Linked DNA regions of Mus musculus: regions 2 and 3 are each linked to region 1. The links are chromatin contacts, called in public HiChIP or PLAC-seq and promoter capture Hi-C maps. All regions are on one chromosome and are shown on one strand. The core of a region is the stretch at or near the end of the contact, and the rest is flanking DNA. Distances in the headings are between cores, read along the strand shown. Region 1 holds the start of Hat1 (histone aminotransferase 1). Region 2 holds the start of Scrn3 (secernin 3). Region 3 holds the start of Ssb (Sjogren syndrome antigen B).

The links. Promoter capture Hi-C pulls out the DNA fragments that hold promoters and counts their contacts. HiChIP or PLAC-seq counts read pairs in DNA pulled down with a chosen protein or histone mark.
Region 2: a promoter capture Hi-C map of liver shows a contact between it and region 1, with 2.7 times the contacts expected there. The contact joins the promoter of Scrn3 here to the promoter of Hat1 in region 1. A contact is called at or near these places in 3 of 39 promoter capture datasets (liver and pre-B cells) and 1 of 115 datasets of contacts at active chromatin or transcription factors (astrocytes).
Region 3: a contact with region 1 is called in an H3K27ac HiChIP or PLAC-seq map of microglia, with 5 times the contacts expected there. The contact joins the promoter of Ssb here to the promoter of Hat1 in region 1. A contact is called at or near these places in 2 of 39 promoter capture datasets (cranial neural crest and liver) and 1 of 115 datasets of contacts at active chromatin or transcription factors (microglia).

The regions. Positions count from the first base shown.
Region 1 is chr2:71,386,838-71,391,254 of GRCm38.p6, forward strand. Hat1 (histone aminotransferase 1) reads left to right here and starts at 2,423. Exons shown (of 11, transcript NM_026115.4): 1 at 2,423-2,467; 2 at 3,066-3,161. The coding sequence starts at 2,461.
Region 2 is chr2:73,310,726-73,315,142 of GRCm38.p6, forward strand. It overlaps Scrn3 (secernin 3), which reads left to right and starts at 1,927. Exons shown (of 8, transcript NM_029022.1): 1 at 1,927-1,988. Cir1 (corepressor interacting with RBPJ, 1) reads right to left here and starts at 1,867. Exons shown (of 10, transcript NM_025854.3): 1 at 1,692-1,867. The coding sequence starts at 1,763.
Region 3 is chr2:69,859,638-69,864,054 of GRCm38.p6, forward strand. Ssb (Sjogren syndrome antigen B) reads left to right here and starts at 1,925. Exons shown (of 12, transcript NM_001110145.1): 1 at 1,925-2,075; 2 at 3,587-3,678. The coding sequence starts at 3,613.

The sequences.
Region 1 (4,417 bases), core at 1,173-3,672:
AGGCCTGAGTATCTGGAGGACTGGGCTCATCAGGACACTGGAGTAAACTGAAGATGAGCTTGGCAACTTACCTTGGGCTGACTCCTTTCTCTTTTCCTCCCTCGCTTGCCAGCCCCACCACCTCTCTGTCTCTGTCTCTCTCCAGATCTCACATAGCCCAGCTGACCTCAAGCTTCAGTGGCCAAGAATAACCTGAATTCCTGCCTTCCCCCCCCCCCCCCCCGTGCGGGGCGGGGGGGGGGGTGTTATAGGTATGTGCTGTTGGTCCTTATCCTCTTCTTCCCTTTCGCCTTCCACCTCTTCTTTTGGCAGATTCTTCTCAATCACAGTTCAGGTTAACCTCAAACTGATGAGTTGATGTTCCTGCCTCAGACTCCCGGGTGCAATGAGCTTAGGCACAATCTATCACTTTAGCTATATATTTTTTTTATCTCTAATACTAGAGAGCATATTAATTCTAGACTATTTCACCACGTGTGATGGTTAGTTTTAACTGTCACCATGGCATAGAACAAAATACACACATATAAATGTTTATATACACACATACATGCATATATGTATTACATACTACATACATATATACACATATATACTATATAACACATACATATATGACCCACACAAACCTATATTAGTGTGAGCATGTTTGCTGGGGATTGCCTTGATCATCTTAATTGATGGGAGAAGACTCACTTTAAGTGTGAGCAGCACCTTCTGGTAATGGCCCAGGTAAAAGGCAGAAAGAAAGCTTTGCTAACTTGCCTCCTTAACCTTCATTCTCACTGGAGAGTTCATTGACCTTTTTGGTGTGTAAGGGTCCATGATTTGCTGAAGGATGTCACCCTGGACTCCAATAGTATGTAACCACAAAGAGTGTTGAATTCTGCAGAAGTCTAGCAAGCTGGGTCTCCCATGACCCAGGTAGAGAGACACCCAAGTGAGCTCAGAGGCCTGATTTAAAGCACATTAGGGAGTTCTGGGGTAGGTGACCTCTATGATAATCTGTTGGGTCCATCTCTACTGACATTCCATTGCCGGGGTAGAGAGGCTGTAAACTTGTTGGGGGAGGCCTGGAAACTGCTGCTGACCCATTGTCCTTGCCTCGGGCCAGACAGGTGGCCAGACAGGTGGCGGGCCGGCTTCGGAGGCCTGGACTTGCCTGGACTTGCCCAGGTCTTGGTAAGAGATTTAGGCCTAACCTCCTTAACTGCCAATTTGAAGCCTGTCATGGAGTCAGCCTAGCCTTCTCAAGCGCTGGTATTAGAACCTTGCTAGGCAGAGACCCAACAGTTCTCCAGGAGTCCCTCAGGTCTTCACAGGCAGATTGGGCTGAGGCTCCTAGCTTTGAGGACTGACCACCAGGTTTTCAGCATTTGCTGTGAGACAACCACTGTCTGGCCTCTCCAAGTGTACCACATAAGCCAAGGTGGTAAGTCATCTTTTAATATATGTTCATTCCATTGGTTCCTTCTTTTCTAGAGAGACCCGATATACCAAAGATCAACTTTCCATACGGCATGCATCATTTTAAAGCGTATCAGCAAATGTGTTGACACCAGGGAGTCTGGTATTTGAATACCATCGTAGAGGTAAATAGCAAATTATCCTCTGGGAGAAAAAAAAAAATCCAAAAGCAACTAAATAATAAGGCCCATGATTAAAAATGGGTAGTATCCTATGATTAGTTCAAGCCACTAGGACCTCATACAAGTCCAACTAAATCAAGCCACTTGAGGTAGTGTTAGTAACCACTTTTAGTGAGCTAAATGGTTGTCCAGAAAACTTAAGAGCAAAAGCAGGTATATTTCTAAATTTTACTTTTAATAGTTGTGCACGCTAGCATGTAATCAGAGCACAGCTTTCGGGAGTCTTCCATTTTGGGTCCCTGAGTTCTTTAATATGGCACTATTTTTCAATTTGGGAGCACAAAGAAAGTCTATAATGGGTTAGTGGCAGAGCCTTATGTCTACCATAAGTATGACTCTGAATTGGTCACCCAGCTCCAAAATACGAATAAAATTCAGAGGAACCTTTTAAAATGGGTTATGGCAAAGTTGAATCAAAAAGTTTAAAAACTTCGAAATGAAACCCCCACAGAAAAACTTGCGTTCGGGCCAAAAGATGGGAAGGACAATCGCCTTAAGCTGTTTGAGAATTCACATTAATTTCTAAGCAAGTCTCTAGTGGCCAGCAAGCCGCACAGGCTGGGACGCCGAAGACATGGGGTGAGGGCATCCTCACGTGCGGTGGCTAGGCAACCGCGGGCGCCTTCTCACGGTGCTAGCCCCGCCTCCTGAGGCACTTCCGCCGCCGCGCGCCTGGACCTTCTCCCTCTCATTGGTTCGTGGCTCGCCGAGGATGGGCGGGGGAAACGCGTAAGTCCTTGCGGTCACTTCCGGCCCGGGAGCGCGCGGGTTGATTTGTCCTTCCTCAGCTGCGGGCGCTCGGAGCTCGGAAATGGCGGGTAAGTTCCCGGGAAAAGTTTAGCAAGGGGAGGAGGCGGGTGCTTCTGGGGAAGAACGTTGAGGCGGCCGTGACAGTGGCCGCCTGGAACTTTCGGGCTCTAGCAGAGGTTCCAGAAGGCCTCTCCCTTCCGCGAGGCACTGAGGGTCGGGGACTGGCTCCCGGTGGGCCGCGCTCGGCGCCACCGCCCCCGGTGCTGACGCTCGGCGCCTCCCGTGGGCCTCCCGGGCCTTGAGCTCAGGCAAGGCGCTCAGTTTGGTCTGGTGGAGCGCGGTCTGCCTCGGAGCCTTTCACCCCCTCGTTCCCCTTTGCTCACTGTCGCCCTAATGTAACCCATTAGGTCCAGTTCCCGCCAGCTGATCCTCTCCAGGGCCCTGCCCACCTCCCTCCCAGCCAACTTCTGAGCGAGCGCGGTGCTGCTGCCCTGCCCTGGTTCAGGGCACACTCAGGGTCTCATAACCCTTCAGGATTCCTGAGATCATTGTTTTTTTAGATGTCCTTTGAGAAAGTCGTTTTTACACTGCCCAACTTGTCACTTAGAATGGAACTTCTGTGCTGTGTGTAGTAGAATCCTCTTGCTGTGCTTTATTCGTTTCTAGCCTTGGAGAAATTTCTGGTGGAGTATAAGAGTGCCGTGGAGAAGAAACTAGCAGAGTACAAGTGTAACACCAACACAGCAATCGAGCTGAAACTAGGTGCGTATTTCCTTTCAGAGGAGTTCTGTGTGTGCAGCCCTGTATTTAACAGAGCCTTTAAAATAGGAAACACAGCTTGAGGTTAAGACGATTACGTAACAGGTACTTTCTGCGTTGACTGGACATGGAGATTTTAGGCAGTTCTCTAAGTTCATGCGGTAGAAGGGGTAGGGGAAAGATAGTGATAAGAAAGTGAAAGATAGTGTGGCAGAAAGTATATGTGATCTCATCTTAAAAATTGCAAATACACCAGGCAGTGGTGCCGCATGCCTTTAATCCCAGCACTTGGGAGGCAGAGGCAGGCGGATTTCTGAGTTCGAGGCCAGCCTTGGTCTACAGAGTGAGTTCTAGGACAGCCAGAGCTATACAGAGAAACCCTGTCTCGGGGGAAAAAATTGCAAATGGGGGATGGAGAGATGGCTCAGCTGTTAAGATCATTGACTGTTTTTCCAGAGGTCCTGAGTTCAAATCCCAGCAACCACATGGTGGCTTACAACCATCTGTAATGAGATCTGATGCTCTCTTCTGGTGCTCGTACTTACATATAATCATTCAATCAATCAATCTTCAGGCCCCAGGGAGCAGGACTGGTAAGAGCACTGACTGTTCTTCCGGAGGTCTTGAGTTCAAATCCTAGAAACTACATGGTGACTCACAAACATCTATGATGAGATCGGATGCCCTCTTCTGGTGTGTCTGAAGACAGCTACAGTGTACTTAGATATAATAAATAAATCTTTTTAAAAAAAATTGCAAATATGATAATAACAGCTGTTGGTTAGGATGTGGAAATTCATGGGTTGCTGGTATTATATCTAAAATGATATAACAACTTTGGTTTGGAAAAAAAATTTAAATGTATTTTATGTTCATAAGTGCTTTCTCTATCTTCATGAATACCAGAAGAGGACATCAGATTCCCACCATGTGTTTGCTGGGAATTGAACTCAGGACCTCTGGAAGAGACCAGTGCTCTTTTTTTTTTTTTTTTAAAGATTTATTTATTTATTATATGTAAGTACACTGTAGCTGTCTTCAGACACTCCAGAAGAGGGCGTCAGATCTTGTTACAGATGGTTGTGAGTCACCATGTGGTTGCTGGGATTTGAACTCCGGACCTTCGGAAGAGCAGTCGGGTGCTCTTATCAACTGAGCCATCTCACCAGCCCTAGTTTAAAAAAAAAAACAAACATAAATTAGCTACGTGAGCCAGCCCTTTTATTAGGTGTCTGTTCAAGGGAAGTGAAGATGTTCAT
Region 2 (4,417 bases), core at 677-3,176, 1.9 Mb after region 1:
TAGTCCAGCTACCAGCTTGCACAGAGGAACTCCTGTCTTCTTTTCATGAAGGCTAGGATTACCAAGGGATGGTGGATCCAAACTCTGATCCTTACACTTGTGCAACAAGTGTTTTAGCCACTAGCAATTTTGACAGCCCTCCAGCCCACTTGTCTTCTATAATGAAACACATCTAATACACTGAAATGAAAAGATGCTCACAGCACTTAGAAGAGAAGACGGGTGTCTTGGACCTGAGCATTGTGGATAGAGTTCCCTGGCTTCTTCCAGGATGGCACCTGCCCTTTAGCTGTTTTCACTGTGTTTAGCTGAGTGTGTTGGCCCATGTCCATAATCCTAGAACTCAAGAGGCTGAGGTAGGACTACTAAGTATTCCAGACCAGTCAGAACTACACAGTAAGACCCCAACCAAAACAGAAAAATTACCGTGTATCTCAAGCTTTAGACTGTACAGTTATTTTCATTAGTCTCGACTGCTCAAGACTCAATTCCAGTAACTGAATTAAAAATAAGATGCAGCTCCATTGTCAAAGTGCTCACAATGCTTCTCCTGCATATTATAAACTACTTTATGACCTAGGAGAAGTGGTAGTTGATTGCAGTGGCTTCCACCTGTAATCCCAGCATGCGGGGGTGGGGGTTGGGGGTGGGGGCAGGGGGTTGGAGGCAGAAGGACAAGGAGTTCAGGGCTATCCTCCCTAGACAGCAAGTTTGAAGCCAGCTTAGACTGCAGGAGATCCCACCTCAAATAGAGGCTATGAAACACATAAAGAAATACACTCGTGGGGATTAGGAGTACTACAAAATAAACAGAACAAGACTTTTGGGGTCAAGGAGTAAGGCTGAGATCTGGCAAGCCCTCCCCACTCCCAAGGGACTTAAAAACCTAAGTAACTATATTTGCAGATAACCAGTGTTAGCATTTCTTGCACTTTCTTCCACAGATATCCTAATGTACATGCATGCTAATATATACATTCTTTAGATGTATGGTAATATACAGGACCCACAACTGGTTTGGAAACAAAAGCGAAATATATTCTCATAAGTTTGTGTACTTTTGAGTACTTGAGTACTTTTCTTAACACACAGTGCTAAGCCTTCATTTCGAGTTTCTAGTCATTGGCCATACTATCTCATCTAATCTCCCTAAAATTTTTACAAACTAGGGCAACTGACACTGATAATTCTTGATCAACAGTGTACGAGGCTAATGCTCACATCATTGACTATTTTGTGCGAGGCCTCAGGGCTACATGTAACTGTACTGAACTAAGAATCCAAAGCCCAAGCACTCTCCCGTCGCCATTCTTTGGCGCTGTAATTCTCGCCACGGCCCTTCTGTGTCCAGCAACTGGTTGCCCTGTGATTGTTTAAAACGCTCAACTTGAACGCAGCCATCAGAAACACACTACGGGATGGAGAGTGAGCAGAGGGAGGATTTCTGCCAGAAGATCTCCGTTAAGCAGGAGTCTCGACCCAGAGCAGAGTTCACCGGCTTGGGGCTGTAGGAGACGGATCCTGAACGGACAGTGTTATCAAACCATGCGTGGGTCTCCCCACTGACTGACAGGCGGGACTTGGGGGATCATTCCTGCAAGGGGGAAAGATCGACGACTCCAGCCGTGAGGAGGATACGACCCTCCCAGGGAGCTTAGCAATCTCTGCCCTCTCCGGATGCCTTTACTCACCTTCTTGATGTTGGATTTGGACGCAGGATGGAAGTCCTTCTTACACATGAAATTGGCGAATGACTTCCCCATCTTGGCGTCTGAGTCGGAGAAGCCAACCGCTAGGTCTTCTCGGAACGTAAACAAACTCCCGGAGCTTCACCGGAACTGCTAGGCAAGTTTGGGCGAGAACTTCCGAGGTCGGGAGGATGACTACTTCCGTGGTTTGACGCTTGGCACCGCCCCTCTTGCTCTCTTCCGGCAGTCGCTTCTGGTGGCTGCCGCGGCTTTGGCGGCGTCCGCGCGTGCGCAGCAGAGGTAAGCTTGGGGAACCCCCTGTGCGCGATGCTCGCTCTCTGCGGGGTCGCGAGCGGCGGCGGGCTCTGCTGCGTCAGCTTCGATCCGAGCGCGGTCAGCCCGAACAAGCGAGGTCTCGAGGTTCGAGCCCAGCACTTTCTGGCAACGCCGACTCCAGTTGCAAAAAAATTTTCTTTTGCCGCGCAGTTCCCATGTAGATTAAGTTGTCTCCCGGCAACTGTAGGACGTTTGTGAGCCTCGGAAGATTGGTGTTACCAAAAGCACGGGAATAGACTGTTAGAAGCTCAAGAACCTAGGCTCTTCCTTTCCAATTACTGTTAAGGTTTAATAATAATTATAATAATAATAATAATATTATTATTATTATTATTATCATTATGTATACCTCGCCATGTAGCATTGGTTGCCCTTGAACTAACAGATCCGTCTGCCTTTGCCTTCCCAGGCCTGGGATTAAAGGCCTGCGCCACTACACCCAGCTCCCTTCCGTTATTTCTAGCCATGCAGAAGTTTGCTCAGCAAACATCGTGAATGATGAGAACATGTTAGGGCCAACGACTTTCTCCCTGGGTGCGGGTTTCTTAGCTGTTGCCGCCATCCCAGTTTCGGGTAAGCAAGGCTTAGTCCACTGAGGATAGTCACTTAGTCTGGTGAGGATAAGAATGCCAAGGTACAACGGATGTCAGCTTTCATTTGGGTGTTGGCTGTGTGCCAGTTTTTTGTTTTTTTATCTTGTGTTATTCGTGGCGCGGTCCACGTAACGCTCAATCTTCAATTACAGGCATGCACCACCAAGCTGGGTTTTCACCTTCTAGGTGGTGTTTTAATAATTATTTACTTATTTATTTTAATACTGACGGGCCTGGAAAAAAGGAGAATTAATAGCCTGCCTAAATTATGTGTTGGAGTAGCTAACTTTGGAGCACAGTAAGCAGGAGATCAAGAAATTTAGAGGGGCGACACAAAAGAAAAACTGGTACGTCTTCCCATCTTTGAGATGGAGAAGACCCTTTACTTGTTCCATGGTGAACTTGTTTCTTGAGTCATTTTGAGACATAGGCTAGCTTTAAACTCTAGCTCATCCTGCCGAGTCCTGAGATTGCAGGTGGGCTATCATATCCTGCTTTGCTTTCCTTTCAATAAAACATTTATTGTATTTATATTTTTTATTTTGTTTTAAAATATTTAGGATGCTCCCATATAAAACTATGCTAAGAATTGGTTCTTCCTGTTTGTTTTTTTTCAGGGTTTCTCTGTGTAGCTCTGGGTGTCCTGGAACTCACTCTGTAGGCCAGGGTGGTCTGGAACTCAGAGATCTGCCTCTGCTTCCCAAGTGCTGGGATCAAAGGTGTGCACCACCACCCCCAGCATGATTTGGTTCTTATAAAAGAAGGGAACTGGGTTAGAGAGAGAGAACAATGGTTAAGATAGCTCAGTGCTTTCCCTGAAGACTTGAGTTCCGTTCCTAACACACAAGGTGGCCGTGCACGAAGCCTTACAACCTCTAACTCCAGCTCCAGGGGATTTGAGGCCCACTTCTAGCTTTCTCGGGCATCCCCATTCTTAGTGTAAACACACACACACACACACACACAAATAGTAAAAATAAACCTTTAAAAAGATAAATAATAGAAGTAAACTAAAACTATGTCTGTTCTGGAAGCAAAATAAAAATAGGAGATTTTGAATGGTTCTACAAACTGGAATTTAAGATTTTCCAGATCACAGAATCTGGAAAAGAGAATCCGTACGTCAGTTCTGTAGTCAGGATTTCTAAGTTACAAATGTGAACTTCCTGAAAACATGAAAGGTGGCTTTTTTTTTTTTTTTTTTTTAAGACACTACCCCTGGCTGTCCTGGAACACAGGGCTTGCCTCAAACTCAGAGATTCACCCATCTCTGCCTCCAAAAGTGAGATCTCCAAAGTACTGGGTCTGCTTCAAATTGTCTGTCTTTTCAATATTATAGTCTCTGTGTGCGTTTTTCCTCAAGCCAAAGGAGACCTCCTCTGTAGCAATATTGGGAACATTTGTTTGTTTACATAAATTCCTTTTTGGTTGTTTGGTTTTGGTTTTGTTGTCGTTTATGTTGGGGGGGGGGGGCAGGGTATCTCTCTGTGTAGCCCTGGCTGTTCCTAGCACTCACTCTGTAGACCAGGCTGGCCTCCAACTCAAAGAGATCCACCTCCCTCTGCCTCCCAACTCCTGGGATTAAAGGTGTACACCACCATCACCCGACCTTTACATAATTGTCAATAATGATAGAAAACCTAAGAGGCCCTCCAGTTCTCAAGAATCCCAGTAAGGGGCCTCGTGCACACACAAAGGCCCATGACATGACAGCAGCTGCAGACATAGTGAGAGGAGTAGGGAGGATGCAAGAGGAACCTTGACCATAGACTACAAAAAAAAAAAAAAAAAAAAAAAAGA
Region 3 (4,417 bases), core at 675-3,174, 1.5 Mb before region 1:
ATGATGTAGACATACCTGTGAAACTTACCTGGTTACAATAACAGGTAGTATGGGCATGTGTGTAAAACATATATTTTGAAGGTGATAATTCATTTCCTTGAGTTTTGCTAATGGTACCTTTTATTATATTCTCATGAGAATGGTAGAAGGAAATAAGATTTTTTATATTATTTAATATAATTTATACAACATTACATTAATATTTGCAGTATTTGGAGAAAATGGTTATGTGAAACACCTTTTGCTTCTGAGCACCGTGCTTGTGAATTTCACAAACACCAGTAAATGAAAATCAGTTTGTTTTTATCACTATATATTATTTAACTTTTTAATTATTTGGTGGTACACATATAGTCGATTCTAATTTTTCTTTTAATCACATAACTTACTATTATGAACATTTAAGTTATCTAAGTGCTTATTTATTTATTTTATGTGTGTGTCCTGGGAGTATGTATGTGCACTGTAAGCGTGCAGGACCCAACAAAGATGAGAAGAGAGTGTTAGAGTCCCTGGAAATGGATTTATAGTAGGTTGGGAGCATTTACACACATGGTATTTTTCCACTGTCTATCCATGCAGGCAAAACACCCGTACATAAACTTAAATCTTTAAAAAAGGAAAATTTAGCATTTATGTCTCACAGTAAGTAGAAACTTGAAAATTTTTTTATTGAATGTAATTAATCTAAAGTTAAAACTACCTGAGGATAATACTAGTAAATTCTTTTTTCTTTGGCCAAAATGGCATGTATAGTTAACCTATAAATGCATTTCTTCTTCTTCTTCTTCTTCTTCTTCTTCTTCTTCTTCTTCTTCTTCTTCAAATTTTAGAGTTTATCTGTTTGGGAACTTCCAAAATGCTCTGAGATTATGAAGTTATTTTGTGAAAGTAATTTTTATATTCCAGGAACACTGAAGGAAAAAGATGATGTCATAAGGAAATTGCACCTCTAAAACGTTAAAATTGTTATGTAAAAAGTGGCAGTCCTGACTTAAGTGTGAAGTCTCTCAAACTATTCTAAATGTACTTCTTTCCTAGCAAGAGACTTTTTTGTTTTGGTTTGGTTTTTGGTTTTTAGAGACAGGGTTTCTCTGTGCAGTCTTGGCTGTCCTGGAACTCACTTTGTAGACCAGGCTGGCCTCGAACTCAGAAATCCGCCTGCCTCTGCCTCCCAAGTGCTGGGAGCAAGAGACTTTTAAAAAGATTTGTTTGTAATCCCAGCACTAGGGTGGCTGGAGGCAGAAGCATAGTTTGGGATCAGCTTGGGTTACTCATTGAGTCAGACTCCAACATCAAAACAAGCAAAGATAGACAGCAGCAGCAAGAGGGGGAGCAGTAAGAGCCTGGTGATGTAGGTGAAGTCCCAGCACTTTGTACTGAAGCAGGAGTTCGAATCATTGGCCAGTTTGTGCTTCAGAGAGCTAGCCTGTCGGAAACCAAGCAACTGTATGGTTTTTTAATTTTTTTCCAAAACCACAACACCATGCAAGTCAAATACATTGCAAAAGGCCAAGCGTGCTGGCGCACCCCTTTAATAATGCCAGCACTCCCGGAAGAGGTAGGCGAGTGTCTCAGCAGAGGCAGGAGGAGTTTGAGGGTCAGCCTGGTCTACAGAGCAGCGCGAGTTCCTGGATAGCCAGGACTACGCACGGAAACGCTGTCTCAAAAAAAAAAAAAGGAAAAAAGAGACAAAGGGGGAAAAAAAGAAAAACCAAGCGCTACAGAAGAAAGAAGGGAAGGCTCGAACATACTGCCCAGAAACACATTAAAAACAAAGATCTCCACAAAAACACTTCCTGTCAGCCCCTAACATTCTGCTGAGCAATTTAACAATTTCTCGGGCGGGAGGGCGGGACTCCTCCTCCGAGGATTGTGGGAGGCTGCGGTAACGGCGCGTGCGTGGAAAGCAGAGCCGGGCCACTGCGTCCGCGGCCACGCCCACCTGTCCGCAAGGGCTGCCGGGAAAGCCCCCATCTTTAAGCGCGTTTGGCTGGCCCGCCGGCGCTCGGAAGTCCAGGCGCTTCTGTCGTTGTTCTTGAAGCTGTGGTGACCGTGGGATCCGAATCTTTGAGGTGAGCTTCTTGGAAACTGAGGAGAAGGTACGAAGGGCTGTGCTATGCGCAGGCCTCACCTTCCTCTCCGCGCCGCCGCGTGGGCCGCGCGGCCCGTGGCCGTGTGCTGGACCGCGGCCCGAGGGGGCGCGGGCCTCGGCGAGGCCACGGAGCGGGCCCCGGCCAGAGATGCGGGCGCCTGGGGCTTTCCACGTGGCAGGGATCCCGGCGGGCCGGTGTGGGAGGATGCGGCTCTCGCGGGGCCTTTAGGCAGAGGCTCGCCGCATCCTCACGGCGTCCTTTCGGTTTGTTCCTTGCACCCCTTTCCTGACTGGCCAGAGGCGGATGTTTCGGACCATTTAAGTCTTTAGGGTGGTCGGTGCGGGTTAAACGCGACAGGGTTCTGTGGGGACTGACTGGAGGCCGAAGAAGTGGGGGCCGCTATTGGGTTCCCAGCGTCGCTATCTTTTTTTTTTTTTTTTTTTCCTTCAAAGAACTGCCATTGCCATTCTGTCTTCAGTGTGAAACAGTCCCTAAATTGGGTAGGCCGCAGAAGTCTTGCAGGGGCTAACTAGGTCGTTATTGACCTGTGTCTCTGTAGTAATGAGAAGTGAGATTGTTGGTAGTGGGAGACAAACCAGCGCCTGTAACAGTAAATTCTGAAGTGGGACGTGTACTTCGTAGATTTCCCATTACAGGACCAGTGTATCGCCAGCAGTCTCCAGCATTTTGAGCAATGTCTCAAGAAATATACCAACAGTAACTCATAACTATATTCAGCTGCTGCAGATAAACTCTTCAAGAGCTGGTATACTTCCGTACAATATGGTAGGGTGGTTTAGTAAGGCGCTGAAAGCCAGTAAGACAGAAGATCCGGTTTGTGATTTCTAGCAAACCAGTATCACAGTCCCTCTTTATTCTAGGATTGTTGTCAGACCGTGAAACAGGAAAGTGGCTATAGAGTTAACCAGTGTAGTAGTGTTTTAGGCACATCCTTACCTTCCAGCGTCCCTAGTTTAAAATTTTTTGTATCTGTGCTCACAAGGTCCCATTTTTCTTGTATTCTCCTATATAGTGTCTAACACCGTAACTTTCATATCTGAACTCTATTTTCATTTTTACCAGTAATAAGTTTTGGTAAGTCAGCTGTGACTAATTTGAAAAGAAACGCAAATAATTGGCATTGAGGGCTATAGGAATATACTGCTGGCAGACTATAATACTGATATTTTTAAAGCTAGAAATGATTCAGGGGTAGTTAAGTGGACATTTTCTGCTTTTTTGTTTTTATCGCTGAACTTTGCTTTACCAACTACATGAAGAGTTTGGTTACAAAGTAGGATTTACTGGGAGGAGGGGTTGTTGATCTGAGTTTTCCATCCATAATCCAAGGTGTTGCTTTGTTGAGATGTATGAGAATTCATAGGGAAACCTGTAAGGTTAGGAATTCTTGAAATTAAAAAAAAAGTGGCATACTTTTTACTCATTCTCTTGTATTGACTATTATATAAAAATAATAACCTTCCTACCAGTGTGAGAAACTTTACAGATAGCCACAATGGCTGAAAATGGAGATAATGAAAAAATGACTGCTTTGGAGGCCAAAATCTGTCATCAAATTGAGGTATGATTCTTGTGTTGTTAAATTGTAACTTAAGATGAAAACAGAACATCTAATAGCGATATGTGGGCTTTTCAAACAACTGGCTTAGCTTTGATTCTTGGAGTTAATATGAATGTATTCATATTAGGGCAAAGTTAGAAGTCTCAAGAATTACAGACATTCCAAAGGTAACACTGTAGACTGGTGTTTATTTTTGAGACACAGAGTTCCCAAGTCTGTAAAATGGAGGTAATATTTGTAAGTTGATGTGAAAATTAATGGTGTGCCTAATATCTAACAAGCTAGCATAAATTCCATGGTAAAGTACTTCTGGTCAAATAATAGTTTATTCTATCTAGTTAGTTCTCTTCTAAAAAGTTAACATAACTTTTTAACAAATTATGCATTTCAAAAGTCCTGTTAGACTGTTCTCCACTTCTCTCTCTGCGTGCACTTAGCCCCTTCTCTCTTTCTCTCTTTCCTGCCCCACTTCCCCATGGAGACTTCCCTGGCCTTCATCCTTGGGGCCAGTGATCTTGCCCATCTAAGATCAGCTTCCCAATAAACCTGCATTTAATATAATCTTAAAAAAAAAAGAAAGAAAGAAAAATAACAAAAGTCCTGTTAGCATTTCAAATTTAGGTTTAGATGGAATGTTGTCAGTAACAGTATGGCTGTGGGGAAATTGCCCATAAATTGCTTTTATGCCATGAAATAACCATTGGTTAGTGTGTGTGCTCTTTTTTTTCCATTTCTTAGC